4 separate regions of the Sus scrofa genome follow, and all the other regions are linked to region 1. The links are chromatin contacts, called in public Hi-C and HiChIP or PLAC-seq maps. All regions are on one chromosome and are shown on one strand. The core of a region is the stretch at or near the end of the contact, and the rest is flanking DNA. Distances in the headings are between cores, read along the strand shown. Region 1 holds the start of TRABD (traB domain-containing protein). Region 2 holds the start of SBF1 (SET binding factor 1). Region 3 holds the start of CRELD2 (cysteine-rich with EGF-like domain protein 2). Region 4 has its middle 9.6 kb from the start of PIM3.

Region 1 (3,116 bases), core at 370-2,869:
AGCCCTCACCAGCGGTCAAGTCAGCCAGCACCTGATCTTGAACGTTCCGCCTCCAGAACTGAGAAAACAGCCTGCTGCTGAAGCCCCTGTTGGTGGCATTTTGTCAGGATCCAAGAGCGACGGAGACAGCCATTCTCTCCCTCACCGCCCCCTTAAAAATTAGGAAGCCAAAGCCTGCCTCCCAGGCCCCGGCCGGGCTTCTCACTGCTGGCCAAGAGCAACCCCCAAGGCCTGCCCAGAAAGCCAAGGGTCCCAGACCGGCCGGACTAGCGGGCCATGAGAGAAATGACTAACCGGGAGGCAGCAGCGTGTGGCCCAGGACCCTTACCCCCTACACCCCCACTTCTGAAGCCTGGGCACCTTGGCCACTGGAGACCCTCCTGGGTCTGGCAGGCCCTGCTCTATGGAGGTGTGGCAAAGGTCGGGACTGGGGCGGAGGGCACATGCCAATTCACATCTGAGCTGGACGCCTAAATGGCTCCTCGTCCAGCACACCTGGCTGACCCCCTGGAACCTGGACACGGCCCAATGCTAGGTCCCGACACTGACCTCCACCGCAGGGCACTGTGTAGGGGCCTGTCTGTCCACCATGCCCGGCCCCCTCTTGGCAGTTTTGCCCAGCAGCCTCAGACACCGCAGCATCACCGCCGTCCTGCAAGGCTGACCGCTGGCCCCAAGGCCGGGGCTCCCTCCTAGTTACACAATGAGGGGGCATCAGCAGCAAAAGCAACAGAGGCCCAGGGTCAGAGGAGCCCGCACCGGAGCGTGCTAAGGGGGCAGCCTGGACGGCTTCCTCTCCAGGGGACCCCGAAAGCCAGGAGGATTCCACCTGGAAACCACCCAGTCTCCCGAAGAGGCTGTCCTGACGCCCAAAGTCAGCCGAGGACTTCTGGGCCAGTTCCTCGTTTTCCATGTGCCTTCGCTTCCTTTCTCGGGATAGTTTCGCAAAGACGCATAGGTGAACTTTGTGGTACTTTGTGGCACGTTTAAGTTGTGTCTCAATAACGCTACTTCACAGAAACAAGGCAGGCAAAGACCTACAGGCCTTGGAAGTTTGGTCTACTTTGCCCATATGGCAGCCGTGCTTGCTCGGCTTGAAGGGCAGAGGCCTCCAGCACGTAGGGCAGGAAGCGCCCAGGGTCTCCACCGAGACCCTGCAGCCGCCGCCTGGGGAGGTGTGGACCCTCCACCGCCCCCCCGCCGCGGCTCAGGCCAGACCCCGCCCCCGGCCCCCGACTCCGACCGACTCCGCCCCCGGCCCCCGACTCCGACCGACACCGGCCCGGGTCCCCGCCCCGCGGCCCCGCCCCCCGCGTGCGCCACTCGAGCCCTTGAGCCCTCTCGACCCTTGCCGTCGACCGCCCACCCCGCGCGCACCCCTCGGAGGCCGGGGCTGACCCTCCTGGCCCGAGACCCTACGCTGGGGGCTGGCTGGTCTCCCGACCTCGACCGCGACCTGACCCCGACCCACCGGGGCCCCCGCGCGCCGCCCCCCGCCCCAGGACCGTGCCGCGCGGCGTACCGAAGCAGGGCGGCGCTCCTCAGCCGGCCTCCATGCGGCTCGTCGCCCCACCGGACGGGGCGGACCGGGGCCGCGGGGCGGGGCGGCCGGACAGGCCCGGGCCGGGGGGGGCCGGGCGGCGCGCGGCATGCCGGGAAGCGTAGTCCCGCGCGCTGTCTGTCTGCTCTTGCCGCGCGCCTGGCCCGAGCCGGCGGACTACGGTTCCCGCGGGGCAGCGCGCGAGCGGCCGCGGACTTCACTTCCCAGGAGGCCGCGCGCTAGAAGCCCCGCCCCTCCCCGCCCCGCCCCCGGCGCCTTGATCCGAGGACTCCTGTGTCGGTTACGCGGCACAGGTTCGAGTCTCAGGTCTGCCACCCGAGTTGAGACGCGCCCTAAAATTCTCTGGCCGCAGCCCCCAGTTAGTAAAAAAAAGCGTCCTCGGGGTGGCTTTGCCTGCTCTGATACAGAACCGTCAAAACTACTCAAAAAAGCGGTGATGGTGCCAGCGAGGAGCAGCGTTCGGGTCCCCAACGGCGACCATGTGGCCACCTCGAGCACCCCTTGGCCTGGCGGCTGGGGCCCGGGGAGACGTGGGCGGGGGCGGCCGGGGGAGAGGGGGCCGGGGAAGGGGCAGGGTCCGCGGTTGGTGGGAGGTGGGGGCCCTCAGGACAGCCTGTCCAGCCGGTGCCTGGTTTGGCCTTTGAGGTCAGCCCACCTGCGGTCAGAGCTGGTTCCAGGAAGGGGGCGTCTGGCCCAGACCTGGTGACCCGTGCAGGTCCTGGGCGGGTTCTCAGTCTGGCGGTGGCCCTCCTGCGGGCGGGCTGCCGTGGGCCATAGAGGCCCCCGCCCCCGTTCACTTGTGCGGGGCGGGCTCCCGCTCCCGCCCACAGGCTGGGCTGTGATCTGTTATCTAAACGGCTTTGGGCTGAAGTCGAGCAGCCAGGCCCTTGGCCCAGGCCTCTGTCCAGTTCCTGTGTGCCAGCTCAGGTCGATTCTGCCCTCCTGCCCTCCTTGGCCATTCACACAGGAGAGCGGCTGTGCGCGATTGCCAGGGACCTAGCGACAGACGGGTTGAGAAGCCCAGGTGGGGCTTGTGTGAGGACCAGAAGCCTGGATTGCAGCCTCAGCTGACGGGTGGGGTCCCAGTTCTCTGGGAGCCCCTCCTCTTGGGAAAGGTGCAGGGAAGGAGCAAGCAGATTGGGGGGGGGGTGTCAAAGGAACGTCCCATGGCACCTGCGGGGAGATGGATGCGTCTGTGGGACACTGACTCGGCCCCTTCTTTCCCAGCAAGCCAAGGCCACGGGCCAGTTCACACCCCAGAGGCCACGTGTTTGCTCCAAGGAGCAGGCCTCTGGATGAGACTGGGTCTGAAATGTCCTGCCAGGCCTTGGCTCAGGGGACAGGGCTGAGCAGAGCAGTCTCAGTGAAGACACGGGGGGTGGGGGGGCGCGCTGTGGCTGCTGTGCCCAGCGTTGCCTGGACCTGTGCCTGTGGAACTCCCATGGCCTTGAGGCCTCACCGCACAGGGTGGAGCCTCGTCCCTACATGGCTCAGGGTCATCTCTACTCTGGGCAGAACCACAGCATGTGCCCGGGTCAGGGTGGGACGGCCGGGC
Region 2 (3,116 bases), core at 248-2,747, 230 kb before region 1:
GCGCAGCTGGGACAGCTCCAGGAAAGCCTTCGCTTGCTCTTTGGAAGGTGGAGCTGCGTGCTGGGAGTTGACTTTCACACCATGAATGGGGTAGGGTGGGTGAGCCGTGGACAAGACACTTCTCTGTGGGGAGAGTCTGCGGAGAGTAGCCCCCCAAAGGCCACCTGTCCCCCGGCTTTGGGAGGGAGGCTGTGGTGCAGAGGCTGCTGTCCCCATCCGCCCTCTCCTCCTCTTCCTTCCTCCCCCTGCTGCCTCGTGGCAAGAACTGGGTGAGCCCTGGGTGCCAGCCAGGGCCGAATGGAGATGGTGGTTTGGGGCCGCACACAAGGCAGCCTTTGGGGGAGTCGTCGAGGGAGGAGCCAGGTTCAGGGGAGCAAGCCGAGGCCTGTTGAGGGTGGCTCTTGCGGGTGAACCTGGGGGGACCCTGGGGTCTTCCTGTGGGGGGGGGTGTGGCACCAGCAGACACCTGTCCTCCCCCCATCTCCTCTGTCTGCCACCTTGTCTCAGTGTCAGTGGTGGGAGGGGGAGGGGAGCAGGAAGCTGAGGTTTTGTGAGTCAGAGTCAGGCCGGCACCCTCCCCCCAGCCGGCGGCAACCTGCCTGCTGTCCACCGACCGCCTGGTGTTGCCTCCATGATCGTGGAGGGAGGGTGGGCTCCTACGATGGCAGCTCCTCTGCCTTCCGGGGCCTGGGCAGTGTGTGCTGTCGGCTGCTCAGGCCTAGGCCTGTGCCCAGGCCTCCAGCTCTGTCTGAGGCTCCTGGGCCCATTCAAGTCGCAGGTGGACCAGACTGCTGGTCAAGGGACCTCATCTGCCAGGTCCTCAGGCCGCTGGAGGTGGCCGTCTGGGCCTCGGGACAGAGTCTGTCCCCTTTACCTGCCTGCTCTGCTCTTCTGCCTGCGGAGATTAGGGGGAGGCTTTGGTCTGTCCTCCTTGAGCTGCCGGCGGGGGCTGGAGGAAGAGCCTTCATCCTCCCCAGGCCTGTGAGGGGACTGCTTACCCGACTTGGCTCCATGGAGAGTGAGCAAGAGACAGGGCCCCAGCTGGTCCTGCTGGTAGGGACTGGACATGGGGAAGCAGATGCATGGGGGCTTAATGGGCCCTGTGGCTTCAGGGAACGGAGGGGTCCCTGGGGACGCCGGGAGGGAGCATGCTGGGGATGCAGCAGGCTGTGGGCACTGGCAGGGGCCCAGGGCTGCACACGGCCACCTGGTCTGTGGCTGTGTGCATGCCGAGGCCTTGCAGGCGGGAAGCAGGCCTGTGTGCCACCACCTTCAGTCCTTCCTGCCCTCTGCCATCCTCAGGCTGTCTTCTGGGACCTTTGCTGGTCCTGTCTCTGAGGCAGTGGGGACAAGCAGCAGTCTGCAGCCACAGGCACAGGTGGCCTCCCCCCAACTCAGGCAGCAGGAGTGAGACCTGCACCTCTCAAGTGAGCTCAGGGCTGGGGGTGAGGCAGAGGCTGGGAGCAGGAGGAGATTCATGGCAGCCTGTCCACTGTCATGGTGCTAGCAGGTCAGGAGGTCATGGGGGCTGAGTGCCTAAGCTGGGGGTTGCCAGAGGGGCAGGGGCTGGCACACTGGCGTGGGTTCTGGCTGGGGATGTTGCCGCAGCGGAGGGACCCAGGAGTCAGGGAGCGGGAGCAGGGAGTGCTCTCCACCCTGGGCTGGCACGTCTGTGCTCTTGGTGTCCAGCCCCACAGCAGGGGCTTCTCTCTGTGCCCTCTGGTGGCCTCGGGAGCCGGGGCTGGTCTGGTGCCCGCAGAGGGCCAGGGACCTGCCGTGTCTCCACACGGTCCTTGGGGTTCCCAACCTGCCGCCCGGGAGGTGGGAGGTGGCTGGTGCTCTGAGTGGCTTCTGTCTTCAGGGAGTGGGGAAGGCCAGGGCCAGATCCTGCAGCGCTTCCCGGAGAAGGACTGGGAGGACAACCCATTCCCCCAGGGCATCGAGCTGGTGAGTGGGGTGCTCCCCGGGGGGTGGGGGCAGGGCAGCAGCTTGGCACTTGTCCCTGGTGCCAGCCCTCACTGGGTCCTCGGATCCGTCAGCCGCATTGGAGGGCAGAGGGCGGGTGGCGCAGGCTTGGCTGGCCAGGTGCTTGTCGTGTCCTGTTGTCCCTCCCTTGTGGCAGTGGGGACCCCACACGGTGAGGCCCCCACACGGGGAGGCCAGAGGCTGTTTTTGTGGGGTGGGGGCCGCGTGCAGGAGGCAGGGCCCGTGGGCGGTGGAGCTCGGTGCTGGACCTGGCGTCCGGGCCCTGGCTGCAGTCCCCGGAGGGCGGGGGGCTGGGGGAGCTGACTGCTGCCCCTCCCTCCCCATAGTTTTGCCAGCCCAGCGGGTGGCAGCTGTGTCCTGAGAGGAATCCACCGACCTTCTTTGTTGCTGTCCTCACCGACATCAACTCCGAGCGGCACTACTGCGCCTGCTTGACCTTCTGGGAGCCCGCGGAGCCCTCGCAGGTCAGCCTGCCTGGGGCTGAGTGTCCGGCTGTGGCCGACTCCCTCTGCCCTGTGTGTCTCCCTGTCCGTGTCTGGTCCCGGAGCCCCAGGCTCGTGGAGGCCAGAAGGGCCAGTGCTGAGTCCTGACGTCTGTCCCCAGGAAGGGGTGTGCCCTGGGGACACCGAGAGGGCGGAGGAAGCAGATGAGGGAGTGCCACCATCACCCGCAGCGGCTGGCTCGCCCGGCCAGCTCTTTGCTCCGAAGACGCTGGTCCTGGTGTCTCGACTGGACCACGCAGAGGTGTTCAGGGTGAGGCGGGCAGCCAGGGCTCGAGGCAGGACGCGGGGTGCTCTCGCCGGCCGCGCCGTCACCCGCACGTCTGTGGTCCTTGCAGAACAGCCTCGGTCTCATCTACACCATCCACGTGGAGGGCCTGAACGTGGGCCTGGAGAACGTGGTCGGGAGCCTGCTGACCTGCATCATCCCCCTGGCCGGGGGCTCACAGGTGGGTCGTGGCGGCTGCTGTCCACTGCAGCCTTGGGGCCCCCGGGTGCCCGCGGCGTGGGCTGCGGCCTGGTCGGCACCTGGAGTGCAGCCTGGCCTGAGCCTGGCCCCAGCCTCAGACACTCTCAGGCGTCTTGGTTCCCCCCACCTGTCGCCTTTTCTCGGCCCTGCCTGCCTGCCTT
Region 3 (3,116 bases), core at 177-2,676, 220 kb after region 1:
TGCACTCGAAGTCGCTGCTCCCGCACAGGCCCTCCAGGATCTCCAGCAGGCGGACCTCGCTGCAACACGCACAGGCCGTCAGCACCGCAAGGCCAGGGCACAGCGCCCTCTACAGGGAGGTCCGGAGGCCAGGCCCGAGGGACCGTGGCGCTTCACTGAAAAAACCCTCAACAGAGACCCCAAATGGAGCTGGGGGCTGTCAGTGCCAGGCGGAGAATTAAAGGCGGAGGGCAGGGGTGGTCAGGGTGGCCCATCAGGTGTGGGGTCCAGCGGGGGAACCCCTGCCATGGGCAGGATGGGGCTGGAGCTGCGGTGGGGAGGGAGTGAGCTCCATCTGTTTTTTGGTTTTTGGTTTTCTTTAGGGCCACACCTGTGGCACATGGAGGTTCCCAGGCTCGGGGTCGAATCGGAGCTGCAGCTGCCGGCCTACGCCACAGCCACAGCAATACCAGATCCGAGCCACATCTGTGACCTACACCACAGCTCACAACAACACTGTATCCTTAACCCACTGAGCAAGACCAAGGTGTGAACCCACATCCTCCTGGCTACTAGGCGGGTTCTTAACCACTGACCCCCAGTGGGAACTCCCCACCTGTGTTTGGCACCGGCACCAGGTAAGGACAGGTGCCGGTGCCAAAGGGACTCTGTATCATCAGTGCTCCCGGGGACATGTCACCAAAGGCAGGCACTGGGCCGCTCAGAGCAGGGTGCCTACCTGAATTCATACTTGGACAGTGTCTTTTCCTCCCAAGCTGTGTTTCCACCTCCAAAGTTCTTATTTGCTGTGTCCACCATACCCTGCGGGGGAAAGGTGGCGCTGCTGCCTCACCCCTGTTCATGGCAGGGTCACCCCGGTTCCATAGCAGGGGTGACCCCAGATTCATGGTGGGGTGACCCAATCCATGGCAGGACAACCCTGGGTCCATGGTGTGGGGACCCTGGTTCATGGCGGGGGGTTGGGGGGTGTAACAGTACACAGCAGGGCAAATCTAGTCCATGGCGAGGTGACCCCAGGTCCACAGTGCGGCAACCTTGGGCCCATCGTGGGGTGATCCCCGAGTCCACGGAGGGGCGACCCAGGCCCACCCCCTGGCTCCATGTCCTCGCGGAGCGGCACACCTGGTTGAACTTGTCCACCAGCTCCCGGCAGCGCTTACAGGGCGTCGGCTTCTTGGTGGCCTCGCCGGGAGGCGGCGGCAGAAGCAGCAGCAGCAGCACCCCCAGCGACGGGACCGGAAGGCGCATGGCGGGCCAAGGCGGACAGCGCCACGGGAACGCGGCCGCGCGGGCACCGGCCGAGGTCCAGCAAGCACCCGCCGAGCGTTCCGACCCTCGGCCGCCCACCGGCTCAGCAGCGCCGGCGGTTCCCGGGCCTACTTGACGGCGCCGGCCGGGGCCCCGCCCTTCACCATCCCTCGCGCTGCTATTGGTTGGATGGCTCCGCCCCGTCCTCATGTGGCCCAATCCGAGCTCGCCACGGGAGGCCACCAATAGGAAGGGCCCGGGTCAGCGTGCCGCCGGGAGGGTTGGGCACAGGGGGCGGGGAGATCCGAGGCGGCTGGCTCACGCCCCGCCTGTGGCGGCCATCTTTACTCCGGGCAGGAAGGGCGCCCGCTGAGACGGCAGCTAGGCGTTGGTGGCCATGTTAGGTTCGGTCAAGGGCATCGGTTTCCGCTGCTCCACTTCCGGTCGAGGGCAGCTCTGGCGGCCGCGCTTCGAGGGACTGTGCTCTGGGCGGCGAGGTCAGCGCGCGCGGCTCTGGGGGCGGGCTGCGGGGGCTCCAGGCCGGCGCTGTGGCTGCGCTTCTCGGGCATCGCCGGGCTTGTCCACGCGGGAGGGCCGCCAGGCCTCCTCACCTGGGGCCTGATGACTGTCTTTGGGGGCCCAGGAACCTGCATTTTGCATTTCCCCACGCGCCCCGGGCATTTAGCACTGGAGCCCGTGGTTTGAATCCGGACTAAGATGAGCCCTATCCCGACTGTCATAGAACAAAAGATACAAAGTTTTCTCTGGCCTAATTTGCGCCAGATGGCTCGTTTCCGCCAGGGATTAATAATGTGAACATCTGATATGACCAGTTTCCCGCAGAGACCCTAGAACCCCATAGACAAGAGGGCCTCTGTGGGCTTGCCTAATCCGAGATGCCACTGTTCTACAATTTGCGCGTTGATGAGTTGTGGCTGGCTTGCTTGCTTGCTTGCTTTGTTTATGTTTTAGGGCTGCACCCGCGGCATATGGAGGCTCCCAGGCTAGGGGTCCATTCGGAGCTGCAGCTGCGGGCCTACACCACAGCCACAGCAATGCGGGATCCAAGCCACATCTATGACCTACACCACAGCTCACGGCCACGCCGGGTCCTTCACCCACTGAGCGAGGCCAGGGATGGAACCGCATCCTCATGGACCCTAGTCAGATTCGTTTCCACTGCGCCACAGCAGGAACTGCCTGTTATTGTCTTTTCTAATGAAAATGGAAGCTTAAGAGCTTTTACTGCACTTCCTTTTCAAGTCGTTGGAGCACCTGCTATGCTCTGGGCTCTGCTGACACCTGAGTGAATGGGGGCGGGGGTGCCCTCAGGATGAGAACCCCCGGGGGGACAGAGGGTCAGTGATGGGGAAAAACAAAAATCCTGCCGCCAAGGAGCTTACGTTTTAAAAAGAGGGAGACAGGAGTTCCCGTTGTGGCGCAGTGGTTAACGGATCCGACTAGAAACCATGAGGTTGCGGGTTCGATCCCTGGCCTCGCTCAGTGGATTAAGGATCTGGCATTGCCGTGAGCTGTGGTGTAGGTTGCAGACGCGGCTCAGATCCCGCGTGGCTGTGGCTGTGGGAGGCCGGCAGCTGTAGCTCCAATTTGACCCCTAGCCTGGGAACCTCCATATGCCGCAGGAGCGGCCCCAGAAAAGGCAAAAAGACAGAAAAATAAATAAATAAAAAATAAACATAAAAAGAGGGAGACAGGAGTTCCCTTCGTGGCTCAGCAGTAACAAACCCCACTTGTATCCATGAGGATGCGGGTGTGTTCCCTGGCCTCGCTCAGTGGGTTAAGGATCCGGCGTTGCCATGAGCTGTGGTGTAGGTGGCAGCTGTGGCTTGGCTCTGGCGTTGCTGTGG
Region 4 (3,116 bases), core at 430-2,929, 200 kb after region 1:
GTTCCGGGGGACAGTCTGCTCCCGGCCCGGCTGGGTCGGGGTGTTCGGTTGCCAGGAAGGGCCGAAGGGTCCCATTGCAAAGCCGCACTGGTTCCTGGGGGACAGGGACCCTAGGGTTCCATGCAAGGCCCATCTCTCTCTGTGACATGGTGCCACTGCTGGCGGGGGATCTGATGGCATCCGCAGGAGCCCCCACCCTGGCCAGGCGGGGGCGTCCACCTTTGCTCTCAGGCTTGTGCCAGCCTGGCTCCCTTCTGCCTCCTAGTCCCGGCCCCAGGGGGGCCTGTCTTTCTCCCCAGCCCCCTAAGCGACGCCCCATCCTAGCCCTCTGCCCCAGGCTGCCGGCTCTGTCTCCACTACCCCCGCCTGGGCGTTCCCCAGTGGCTCTGCGGGCGGCCTGGCAGCAGGGCAGCCGCTGACTCGCGGTTTCTGGGACGCGCCAGGACGGGGTTTCGACCCGGCCCTGAGTCCCTCCCAGGCGGGCAGGTCTAGGGCTCTGGGACCCACCCCGGGTGGAGGCTGCCCCATGGGCAGCAGAATGAGCTGACCCAGGCCTGCACCCACTGCCCATGCAGGCAGCATCCGGAGCCCGCTTCTAAACACAGCACTCCCCCCTTGACGCCCCACCCCCCGTGGAGAAAAGGCCGCCCTGTGGGTCCTTGGTTCTTGGTTCTCGGTTCTCAGAGCTGCAAGGTAGGCCTTCTGGGAGCAGCACCTGCCCCCAGGACAGCGGGGAGGGGGCACCTGTTTCTGCGCCTCCTGCCCCGGCAGCACCTTCACCTCCAGGCGCTCACAGCCCAGCCCGCGCTGCTTCTCAGGCCTCCCCAGGCCTGGTCGTGCTGCACTAGCGAGGCTGACCCGACCTTGGGGGCAGCTGCAGAGTCTGGTGCAGGCCTGGGGGCTGTTGGGTCTGCTCCTGGCCTCCCTCCTCAAGCCACAGCTTGCCACGTGGGGAGCACGGGCAGGAGGGCAGAGCCCACACGGGCTCTGAGGGCAGAGGCGGGCACTGTCCTTCTCTGGAGCCCCATTTATAGGTGGGGAAACTGAGGTTCAGGGATGCAGACGGCTGGCCAATTCCCAGCTGCCAGCTCAGGTTGGGCGGTACTGCCCAGCTCACAGGCTGGAAAACTGAGGCTGGGGGTCACCAGGACAGGGTCCTAAGGGGAGAGGCAGGAAGCTGGGGCAGGTGGCCTGGAACCCGAGCACTCAGTCCAGGGCTGGGGGTGGGGGGGCACCAGGAGGTGGGGAGGCCACGCGGGGGCAGGGGAGGGGGCTGGGCCCAGCAGTGGCCAGGGGCCCTCTGTGGAGTATCTGGCCTCCTGAGGTCCCACTGCCGGGACACCAGGGACCCCAGCAGAGGTGACCCGCCTGCCTGCCTGCAGCCTCTCGGGAGGCGGGCCAGGGCAGGCCAAGCAGGGTGCATGTCAGGTCAGCACATGGAGACCCCACTCTGCCCTCGGGAGCTAAAGGGCTCTGGGGGACACCGGCCAGATTGCACTTGAGCTGAGGTAACGCGGGCAGAGCTGGACCAGGGCCACGGAGCTCCATCTTGGCACTGGCTGGTACCAGGCCCCAGGCCAAACTCAGCCTCCCGGTCCCCATCTCTGGTCTCTGACTAGTGAGGAGGTGCGGATGCCTGCCTGCCCACCCCCCACCCAGGGGCCCAGCTCTCAAGGTGCCCTGGGTGCCACCCATGACTCAGGCTGTGGCCTCTGTTCCACCTGCTTCCTGGCTGGGACCCAGGCCACACACACACACACACACACACACACACACACACACACAGACGCACACACACACATACACACACACACAGCTGGTCAGACCGGTTCCACAGGGCCTGCTCTTGGCTGGTGTGGGCCAGCCCTGCCTGGAGGTACCCCGCCCCTACTCCACCCCAGACACACTTCTGCACCTGTGAGCTGGGCGGCACGGCCACCTAAGGCCCTCACTTGGCTGGGTGCACAGAGGCGCTGGGAGTGGGCATGATGCATGGGAAGAGGCCAGGGAGATGCGGCCACCCCAGCTCCCCCCGGGGCCCTTCCAGCAGTGCCCTCCAGCTCGCCACTGTCTGAAAGGGACTCTCACAGACCCAGGACCCCGAGAAGGGCAGCTGCAGGGCACCTGAGTCCCCAGTTCCTTGGCAGGTCCGAGGGCACGTAGCAGGCCACCCCCAGCACAGCTCAGAACAGCCCCGCGTCCTACTCTGTCTGCTCTGCTCCCCTGTGTTTGATGGGGACCCCACCCTCGCCGGTCACTGGAGCCATCTGGGTCCCTCTGGATCTTTCCAGACTCCCCACCCTGCGGTTTGGGGTTGTCCGAGGGGTGCCAGGGGAGTGCCCTGCGTGAGCCCCTCAGCCAGCCTGGCGGCCGAGAGGTGCAGGTGTCTGCGTGCGCAGGATTGGCGTGTGCCTGTGCAGGGGGCGCCAGGGGGGTCCTATGTACAAACCACGAAGGCCTGTGTGCCCGATGCCTGTGGTCCCCTGGGTCCACTTGGGTGCCGAGCCAGGACCTGGAAGTGACCATGTGGACCCAGGGAGACCCTTGTGCCGGGCCAGTGGCCCGTGTCCTTCGTGACCTGCAGCCCTGAGTGCCCTCTACTAGAAAGTCCAGCAGCCTGGATGCCCAGGCAGATGTGACTGTCACCCACAGGCTTCATCCCCCAGTGGGTGTGCCTGGGCCAAGGTGAAGGGCAGAGCCAATGCCTGGGACCCGCACCTGCGCCCAGGATGCTCCCCCAACCCAAACCATCCTGCCACCTGCCCCACCTCCCAGGCCTCCTGCATCCCAAGGGTCTCTGCTCTCCAGACCCTCTCCCAGGCCTGGGTAGTTGGTTGGGGGGCGGCGGGGGAGGGGCAGAGCAGGGCCAGAAATCCCGATCAGGCTCCAAGGGCGATGGGGAGACAGGCAGGGATGCGGTGGAAGGGCAGTGGGGGAGCGAGCGGGTCGAGGAGATGGAGGCGACCGAGGTCGGCAGAACAGCGCGGTCATGCGGGGCGAAGAGGGACTGGGGGCCAAAGGCCGAGAGGGGGGCGGGCGGGGGCGGAGCAGTGGGGCCAGGGGCGGGGCCGCGGCGGCGGGGCGGGGCGAGGGGAGGGCGGATGCGGGAACCGCAG

The links. Hi-C and Micro-C count contacts between places; a contact is called where the count stands out from the background. HiChIP or PLAC-seq counts read pairs in DNA pulled down with a chosen protein or histone mark.
Region 2: a contact with region 1 is called in an H3K27ac HiChIP or PLAC-seq map of alveolar macrophages. The contact joins the promoter of SBF1 here to the promoter of TRABD in region 1. A contact is called at or near these places in 1 of 5 promoter capture datasets (liver), 2 of 47 Hi-C or Micro-C datasets (embryonic fibroblasts and retroperitoneal adipose tissue) and 1 of 2 datasets of contacts at active chromatin or transcription factors (alveolar macrophages).
Region 3: a Hi-C map of liver shows a contact between it and region 1, with 5 times the contacts expected there. The contact joins the promoter of CRELD2 here to the promoter of TRABD in region 1. A contact is called at or near these places in 2 of 5 promoter capture datasets (fetal liver and liver), 10 of 47 Hi-C or Micro-C datasets (embryonic fibroblasts, epiblast stem cells, heart right ventricle and 5 more) and 1 of 2 datasets of contacts at active chromatin or transcription factors (alveolar macrophages).
Region 4: a Hi-C map of liver shows a contact between it and region 1, with 5 times the contacts expected there. The contact joins the enhancer-like site here to the promoter of TRABD in region 1. A contact is called at or near these places in 2 of 5 promoter capture datasets (fetal liver and liver), 8 of 47 Hi-C or Micro-C datasets (embryonic fibroblasts, epiblast stem cells, heart right ventricle and 3 more) and 1 of 2 datasets of contacts at active chromatin or transcription factors (alveolar macrophages).

The regions. Positions count from the first base shown.
Region 1 is chr5:492,955-496,070 of Sscrofa11.1, forward strand. TRABD (traB domain-containing protein) reads right to left here and starts at 1,620. Exons shown (of 10, transcript XM_021091341.1): 1 at 1,523-1,620.
Region 2 is chr5:265,018-268,133 of Sscrofa11.1, forward strand. SBF1 (SET binding factor 1) reads left to right here and starts at 1,498. Exons shown (of 41, transcript NM_001206370.1): 1 at 1,498-1,510; 2 at 1,862-1,947; 3 at 2,313-2,450; 4 at 2,590-2,739; 5 at 2,825-2,935. The coding sequence starts at 1,498.
Region 3 is chr5:715,340-718,455 of Sscrofa11.1, forward strand. CRELD2 (cysteine-rich with EGF-like domain protein 2) reads right to left here and starts at 1,427. Exons shown (of 10, transcript XM_003126783.6): 1 at 1,123-1,427; 2 at 719-801; 3 at 1-59. The coding sequence starts at 1,248. It overlaps ALG12 (dol-P-Man:Man(7)GlcNAc(2)-PP-Dol alpha-1,6-mannosyltransferase), which reads left to right and starts at 1,589. Exons shown (of 10, transcript XM_021091350.1): 1 at 1,589-1,745.
Region 4 is chr5:688,697-691,812 of Sscrofa11.1, forward strand. No RefSeq gene overlaps it. Among named protein-coding and RNA genes, the nearest start is that of PIM3, 9.6 kb to the left of the region's middle. Within about 2 kb of position 1,680, at least 31 of the 83 cell types and tissues checked have an H3K27ac peak or open chromatin away from gene starts, as enhancers often do. A contact at or near this core is called in alveolar macrophages, liver and mesenteric adipose tissue, where this site is marked.